Regions from separate parts of the Mus musculus genome. Here region 2 is linked to region 1. A link is a contact called in public ChIA-PET data. All regions are on one chromosome and are shown on one strand. The core of a region is the stretch at or near the end of the contact, and the rest is flanking DNA. Distances in the headings are between cores, read along the strand shown. Region 1 holds the start of Napa (N-ethylmaleimide sensitive fusion protein attachment protein alpha). Region 2 overlaps Sae1 (SUMO1 activating enzyme subunit 1).

Region 1 (4,312 bases), core at 680-3,179:
GAACTCTGCCTGTACTAACTCTTCCTTCAGCAGGCAGGCTTCTGGGCCTTTTCTCAAGCTTCTCCCTTCTGCTGCTCTCCAACTGAGAGTCCCCTAGATCTCCTGCTCAGCCCTGGATGAAAGCCCACCCTCTAAGAAGCCATCTCTGTCCCTGTCCCACCATCCCTGATGCCTAGACTGCCCTCCCAGGCCACTGTTCCCAGCTTCACTCCTCACCAAAAGCCTCCCTCAAGTTCTCAAAGTTTCTTTTCAGCTCAAGAACTTTAAGTGCATGATACAAACGTATACCTTATACCAGAAAGCTCTGCTCTACCAGTGGCTGGGAAGTGGTAAACAGGTGGACACACAGCTGCTCCCCTGGGAGCAGCCCAACTCTACACTTATCTCTCTGGGCCAAAGAGATCAGACACTGAGCCATCAGGAAAACTACTGCTGAAAACTGAGCGGGAGGCACCGCCCCAACACCACGCCTAACCTGAACTTCTTCCCTTGTGAAGACTGAAGAAACACACACACACACACACACACACACACACACACTCACACTCTCTCTAATGAAACATTCTCATCTAACTGACATAGCCTGTCATTAACCAGATGTCTGTGCAGCAGGTATAAACATTTTTCAAGTTCCTTTGCTAAACATTATCTGATGGCAAACAACAAGGGATGGCTTCATCCTCTCCCTCCCCTTCATGTCTTTCTGTCCTCACCCAGCTTATAACAGTCTCTCCCAGAGCTTTCCCCAACTTCCTGGTTGTCTTCTGTATCCTTCCATCCTTGCTTTGGAGGCTTCTGATTTTGTGTCCTACCCCTGCACAGCTCTTCCTCAACACCTGCCTGGACCTTTCCCCAGTGTTCCTCTCTGCCTGTTCCTTCAAGAGCTTTGCCTGCTGCCATGTAGTGTCGTCTCCCCCTACCCCCTCCTATATCCCAAGGCTCTGGCCCTCTCCCCAGACCCCTCAAGCACTCCAATTCCTACCATCTTGGTTTCCCCATCAGCATCTTACACTCTCTGAGTCTGCTTCTTCCTGCCTGATGAGCCTTTCAGAGGGCCAGACTCAATTCTGAGCACAGTACACATAGTTTATACTCATAACAAACTTCTGCAGTTAGTTTTTACCAACAAGCCCTTTCAGAGAGACCTACTCCCTTAAGATAAAGAAACCTCGGAATCGCATCCCAAGCATGGGTTCTGCTGCTCCTAAGTTAATATGGCTGAAGATGGCAAACTTGCATAAACTTTGTGTGAGGTATTTGCCACCTCCTGGGTGTGTTCAGACTCCAGACTTGAGGACCACCTAGTAGGCGGTGGTCCTACCACCCTAATGATTCTCTTGTGTGCCTCATCCTCCCATCACCATTGTCTTGGCTAAAACCAGTGTCACTGTCCATTCATGCTTGTTCCCCAAGCACAAGTCTCCACCTCTCAGTCCAGGCCTCGCCATCAGTCACTCTTAGCAGGGCCCCACTCACCCTCACACCTCGTACTCCGGCTCATCATGCCCAAGGACGCCCCAGCCCGGGTCCCCTCGGTCTGGTGTCCTCACCCCGGCAGCCTGGGCCGCACAGATCCACGGGCACCGGCCTGGGAAAGGCGCGGCCACCAGTCAGCGGGTGTCGTCAGCCATAGGGCCACGGCCAGGGCCTGCAAGGCCGCTGAGGGGCTCCCAAAGTGCAGAGCAGAAGAGCCCGCTCTTCCCCGCCTTGGGCCCAGCCTCGCCCATTGCTCACCCAAAGAGGCCGGAGAAGAAGGACTGCGAGTTCTTCACCTTGCGCTCCGCTTCAGCCAGCAGCGCCATAGCCTCAGCCTGCTTCCCGGAGTTGTCCATGACGTCGCGCAGCTGCTCGGCTCAGGCCCGACACAGCCTGGCGACGACTCACAGGCCCCGGACACCGCGCACTCAGCGGAGCTCCGCCCGCTGCGTTGACGTCACCCAGGCCTGCCACCCCACGTGAACCCTGCGAACCAACCAGTGGGCTCAAGCTGCGAGGCACTCTCCTCCCGGCACGCCCCCTCCGGCTACCGCACTCAGCACCTTGACCCCCCCCCCCCCAACACGTGAGCACACGCCGCTAGCCTCCTGGAACCCCCACAAGCGCATTGCCACGTGACACCAAATAAGCCAATCATAAGCCCGAACCGCCAAGAGCCCACCGCCCCCAAAGCGCGACCTTTGACTCCCTCCAACCAATCAGCAGGCTCTATAGACTTGTTCTGCCACGCCTCGGCGGAACTGGGTCACACTAATCACCTGACCAGTGTCGCGGCGCTCATGTGACGCCTCTAGGTTCATGCTCCAGGTTTGACTGACCCAGCAGTTTAGCTCCGCCTCCTGTTTCGCTTTACGTCATAGTCACTTGGGAAAAAACTGTGCAGTGAAAACGAACCTTCTTACTCCCTCTGGCGATCGTCTCTAGAATTGGCTTGGGGAATCCAGAAGGTCTCCATTTCTAGCTGGATGGCTCAGCTGCTAAAGGCATTTGCTACCAAGTTTAACAACCATATTCCTATTCCTGGGACCCACATAGTAGAAGGTGAGAACTAGCTCCTCCAAATTGTTCTCTAACCTACACACACAATGCCTTTAGGGAGTATCTTGCAGTGCCACACACAGAATGTCACTAGATACTCAGTCCCATGTAAAAAGCTGGGTGTGTCAGCGGGCACCTGTAACAGGAATGGGTGGGTGGGAGACAGGCATATGCCTGGAGCTTGCTGGCCAGCCAGTCTGGCAGAATCAATGAGTTCCAGGGCCAGAGAGAGACCTGGTTTCGAAAACTAAGGTGCAGAACAACTGAAGAAGACTCCTGACATCAACCTCTGGCCTACACACACACACACACACACACACACACACACACACACAGTTAAAAATTAGTGGAAAAGTCTAAATAAAGCATGGACAGTCAGTTATTGACAGTGGTTCAGTATCTGTACTAAATACACTATGCTATAGTAAGAGCAACATCTTACTATAGGACAGAAACTGCTATGTGGGAACTAGCATAGGCTAGTTTTCTGTAAATCTACAGTTATTCTAAAGGTCAGTCCCCAGGGCCCTGCCCACAGTGATTCCAATCCCTATAGTGTGCTGTGGTGCAGGAATCTGTATCTCTTCTTTACTGAACTTCGCTGATTAGCAGGGAACATTTGAGGAAAGTGTTATGTGAGTTGGGTGTTGGGGACAGGAAAAGGCAAAAGACATCTTCCTCTGACCCTTTCCCATTGAACACTTCCCCAAATGTACCTGTGCTCATCATGACTGTACACTGACCTCAGAGCTGGTGAGTCTGGATGGCCACAAGCAGATATGGTTCCACTTCCATTTGCTGCAACGTGTCATCCTTTTGGAGCAATGAGCTATGCAGCAATGGATGACTATATGCCCTCAACCCATAAGGCCAGAACTGCATTTCCACTCATGGAGTTGGGTCACTCAGGGTAGAGCAGTGGAATGAATGCTCACTGCATAGCAATGCTCAGGTCACTGGGAACACCCACCAAGCAAAGTGCATTTCCTAATTTACCAGCTACACACATTGGGAAAAAATGTTCAAGTAGGAAGGAAGACAGCCATTCTGGTTCTGGGGCTGCCTTGTACCCCTCATTTCCCTCAAACAGGATGTCTCAACAGCTCCAAAATCAATTTCCTCCCTGCCTTTAAGCTTTAGCTGAGATGTTGAGACCTTCTGTGTAGTGCTGGGATCGGGCCCTGGGTACAGGAGTTGAGGCATGGCTCTTGCAGGCTGGGGTTGGTATAGATGTCCCTGACCTTACATAGGCTGCAGCAAAGGCACCATTCTGCCTGCTGTTACGGTCTTCCTCCTTCATTTCAGGTTGAGCAGCTACATCCACACATGCATTTCTGGCTTTAGTCTAACCAACCCAACCCTTCCCATTTTCATGGCCAAATCATGCCTACTGTCATTACTTTCTCACGAGTGCACTCATTCACAGCTGCTAGAAGACCCCTCCTAAAATGAAGCTCTTTGATGAAGGGGCTTTCATTGCTGTGTGTGTATATGCCCATCTACAAGAGAAGAGCTGGTGTGTGGTGCTAAAGAGAGCACAGATGACTGTGTGCCCACCTTCTCCCCTCTCTCTGCTCACCTCCTGGTCCCAACTATGGCCCTGAAGCTTCTGCAGAGCACACAGGCTTGGAAGTTGGAGGACAGCTCTTTAAGAACCCAATTTAATAAGATATAAGCAGACACGTAAAAAATACACCTAACAATATACAGTCTTTGCAAGACTAGGGATGGTGGGAATGCAGAGAGGCCCTGCCCAAGGAGGGCCCAGCTCACTGTG
Region 2 (4,312 bases), core at 1,244-3,743, 230 kb before region 1:
TGGGCAGATTTAGAGCTATTGTAAGTTATTTTCCCCAGCTATAAAGTCCCTTGTTACTTGTTTCTTTTGGTCACATGCTCATGGTCTATATCCTCTCATGTGGCCTCCTTTCTTTTTCTCCCTCTACCTGCAACTCAATCCTCAAGTCCCACCTTTTTCCCTCCGCTGCCCGATCACAGACTCTAGCCTTTTATTGACCAGTTAAATGGGGGAGCAAGGGTTCCTTAGCATCACTTGGTATGCATGAGATTCTAACATTGCAGGCAACCATGTTTTGAGAGCCAGTGTTTAACATTAGAATACAAGCAGCATCAAACCAACCTACTACACTCAGACACACTAAATATGTGCTATACCACTGAGCCGCAGCTGCAGCTGACATGTTTGTGTGTTGATTGTGGATGCCCGTACGTGTGGTTTCACATGGGTGGAGAGAGCAGAGGTTGAGTTGGTTGGCCTTCCTCTGTCGTTTCTAAAACAGCGTCTCTAACTGACTGTGTGTCTTGCTGATCGGCTAGACTAGCTGGTCAGGAAACGCTGCATGTCATCTTCTCTCCAGCATGCCTAGCTTTCATGTGGGTGCTCGGGATGAAACTCGGGTCTGAATGTTTACTCCTCGTGCAGCCCTGGCTGTCCTGGTGGACCAGGTGGGCTGCAAACTCAGAAATCCGCCTGCCTCTGCCTCCCGAGTGCTGGGATTAAAGGCGTGCGCCACCACGCCTGGCTAGCCTCAAACTTTTTAAGGAGGCAAAAAAAAACCAAAGTACTATGGAATGTTAACATGTAGGATGTGGGTGTGTGAGTAGCTTTTGGTTGGTTGGTTGTTTGGTTGGTTGGTTTGGTTAAATAGCTGGATGTGGCAGTGCATCCTGTGATGTAAGCTGCTCAGGAGGTAAAGGCAGAAAGATTATAAGGTCAAGTTGAACACCTTAGTGAGATCCTGTCTCAAAAAGTAAAAAGAGGGCCAATAAAATGTGACAGGGTGGTAGAGCACCTTAAGTTCCCCCGGCAAAACACAAAACAAGCAACACAAGCTAGCAGTGGGAATGGTCCTCACTTTGTATCTCTAGCCCTCCAGAGGCTGAAGGAGGAGGACTCAGGACAGCACCAGCTTGAACTGCATACTCTATTTTCTCTTTGGTTTTGTGATAGAAGGAACAGTGATACCACACCTGGTCATTGGGGTTTACTTTGTTATGTTCTATGTGCCATGTCTAAAATGCAGCAGTCCTGTCTGCAGTGTATTTTAGCATTGACATACACGTGTCATTTTAAGAGACATTCGAAGCTCAGTACCAAGATGGATGGTTGATGTGTGGTTCCACAAAAACAGTTTAAACAGCAACCATTGGTTTACCAGATCAAAAAATAGATGTTGGTAATTGGGTTTATGTTATTATGTGTATAGGTGACACACCTTTAAAAATGTCTAGAAGACAAGGATGGATCGGGGTGGGAGGATAAAATATGGAGTGTAAAAAAATTAATTAATAAAAAATAATAAAGATGTCTAAAAGGCATATGTGCCTGTGTGAGAGGATCATGGCGGCCTGATGTCCCACTTTGCTCCTCTAAAGTGCTCCTTCTGTGTTTTGGACCCCAGGAGGGTGATTGGAGGAGGCCAGTTGGGCTCTCCTGAGATTTTCCTCTGAGCACTCTAGCCGATGAGGGTCGTGCAGACTTTGTGCTGTACCCATGTTTACTTTATTTATTCTAGCACGTAACACAGCCTGCTCGCCCATGGTTCTGGGAATAGCATACAGAAGAACCCACTGCCCGTGTGCCGAGAGGAGAATTGCGAGAATGTGCTGGGGCCACTCACACATCTGGTGTTTGTAGGACCTTATTTTTAGGAAGCACAGATATAGTGTTTCCTTGAACTTAAAAAAAAGAAAAAGAATCATGTGAAGGAATTCATGCTTTGCAAAGTTAAAGGTCTTCCCCACCCACTTAAGAGCCCCTGGGGTCAAATTTAATTTTCACGCCTGGATACCAGCTCTAGCACTGGGCTCTGACTAGGACTTTTATCCAGGACAGCCCCTGGCTGGTCCCCACCCCTCTACCTTCCTGTGCCCTGGTGCTATGTTTTTCTTGTTTGTCTTCTAGGTACTGCTTCTCTGAGATGGCCCCAGTATGTGCTGTGGTTGGAGGGATCTTGGCACAGGAAATTGTGAAGGTAAAGTCATCATGTGGAGCTGACGGCTGACCTCAAGGCCCTGCCCGCACACTCACAGAGCCAAGGGGTGGCAGACCTGCTTGCTCTCTAGCCCCTCAACCTTGCATGCCCTGGCCCTGTACTCAGGCCATCATGGGCCAGCCAGCTAGTGGTCTTGGATGCTGCCTATAGTTGCCACTTTGTCTGCTCTACCAGTCGTGTGAGCAGGTTTCCATCTAAGAGGAAAACATAGAAAAGAGATCCAACAGCTATGACCCTAACCGACATCCGTCAGAGTGGTGTCAGGGCACCCTGTTTATTCTGCATGCTGTGAGTATGTGTAGAGGAGGGTTAAGTTCAGTGTCTATAGGACGCGTGATCTACCAGCAGCCACATGAGTGGCTCTACAGTGACCTGTGACCTCCTGTTATGACAGTTAACGACTTAAAAGAAGACTAGGTCTAGGAACTATGTAACTCTTCTAGAATATTTGGTTTACTAAAACTTTTTTTTTCCTTCCCCGCCCCGTCCCCTGGTTTGCTAAAACTATGGCAAACTTTGAAGTAGATTTTATTTCCTTTGGAGACTTAAATATTTGCCCAACTTTCTTAAGTTTGTCTTATGCAGGGCTAGGGTGTAGCTCAGTGCTAGTGTTTGTTTAGCATGCCCAAGGCTCCTAAATTCAGAAACTTTAATTTTGTTTGGTTTTTGTTTTGTTTTGTTTTGTTTTTGTCTTTTGAGATAGGATCTTATTCGACAACTCAGGCTGACTCTTGGCCTCCTGAGTGCTGGGAATGCAAACATGAGCCACACGACAGCTCTTCTGCAGAAGTGTCTGTAGTCATGTCTCTTGTGGACAGAGACATGGCTGGCTGGCTGACTTCCACGTCTCTTCACGTTCAGACTGAGGAGGGCAGTGTGTGGAGATACTGGTTCTTGCTGCTTTGACTTGGGGTCTCCTTGAATCCTGTAGCTTTACCATCTTTTTGTCTCCTTTGCTGATTTGCTCTCTGGTCTAAACTCATTTGCCCAAGTCTCCCCACTTCTACACTCTAGACAGCAAGGGCTGGAGAAACAGGAGAACCTAGAGGCTCTGCAGATGTTGCCCTAATAGCACCACTCCAGAGACTCGCATGGCACTGTTTGCCCTGGGGGGAGGTGAGGTTGGAGAGTGGAGGCTGGGGCAGGTGGCCTGGAACCATTGTTGATGGTGGCTTCTCTACACATCCCTGTCTTAATGCTGCCCCCTCCTTCCTGCCTGCTGGGTACAGCTGTTGCTCAGCATCTTGTTTCTGTTTACCCCAGACAGCCAGAGCACTCTACATTCTTGGTTGCTGGGTGTGTTTGGAATCTCGTACCCCAACTTGCTTGAGAATCACTTTACCTTTTGCCCCATGTTCACCCTCTGCCCTGTCCCTTCATCCCTCCACTCCCTCTGCTTAGCACACTACAGCCAGCTGGCAGGAAGGCCTGCATCTGAGGCCCTCGCTCTGAGCACCTATTAAAAGTACTTGGGAGCAGTTCGAGGGAGAGTGTGAAAGTCCCGCAGATCAGGTTTTCCTCCTCCCTCCCTCCTTTGTATCCTTCTAGTCGCTCACTGTCTGGCAGGCTTTATAGGCTTCAGCCATCCCTGTGGCCCATGAGTTTCTGTCCATGGTGGTAGAGGGAAGAGTGAAAACAGCAGCCATAGCAGACCTCATATTAAAACTCAAGTTGAGCCCAGCAGTGGTGGCGCATGAATCCCAACACTTGGGAGGCAGAGGCAGGCGGATTTCTGAGTTTGAGGGCAGCCTGGTCTACAAAGTGAGTTCCAGGACAGCCAGGGCTACACAGAGAAACCCTGTCTCAAAAAAAAAAAAAGGGCCAAAACCAAAAAACTCAAGTTGAGCCAGCACCTTCAGTTGCAGCTGTTCAGGAGGCTGGAGCCAGGGAGCCCAGGAGACCAGACCAGCCTAGTCAGCAGAGCCATGAAGGATATAGATATGGGTCATGTCCCCTTTGGCTTGGAGGCTCTGGGAGTGTTGTCTCTATGGCACCATTAGATAATGCTCCTTCCCATTGATGACAACAGCTCCTGTTACTGAGAGATGTATCCTGGGAGGGACAAGGAAGGGATGGCAGAGGAGTTCTGCACATGCTGGTGACCCCTGGAGCTTA

What was found. ChIA-PET counts read pairs in DNA pulled down with a chosen protein or histone mark.
Region 2: a contact with region 1 is called in an RNA polymerase II ChIA-PET map of effector CD8 T cells, with 6 read pairs. The contact joins the enhancer-like site here to the promoter of Napa in region 1. A contact is called at or near these places in 6 of 39 promoter capture datasets (cranial neural crest, embryonic stem cells, liver and 3 more), 1 of 115 datasets of contacts at active chromatin or transcription factors (effector CD8 T cells) and 2 of 9 other capture datasets (liver and pancreatic islet).

The regions. Positions count from the first base shown.
Region 1 is chr7:16,096,197-16,100,508 of GRCm38.p6, reverse strand. It overlaps Napa (N-ethylmaleimide sensitive fusion protein attachment protein alpha), which reads right to left and starts at 1,929. Exons shown (of 11, transcript NM_025898.4): 1 at 1,735-1,929. The coding sequence starts at 1,832. It overlaps Zfp541 (zinc finger protein 541), which reads right to left. Exons shown (of 16, transcript NM_001099277.2): 16 at 4,175-4,312.
Region 2 is chr7:16,328,477-16,332,788 of GRCm38.p6, reverse strand. Sae1 (SUMO1 activating enzyme subunit 1) reads left to right here. Exons shown (of 9, transcript NM_019748.3): 8 at 2,107-2,176. Among named protein-coding and RNA genes, the nearest start is that of Bbc3, 21 kb to the right of the region's middle. Within about 2 kb of position 2,493, at least 16 of the 459 cell types and tissues checked have an H3K27ac peak or open chromatin away from gene starts, as enhancers often do. A contact at or near this core is called in effector CD8 T cells, where this site is marked.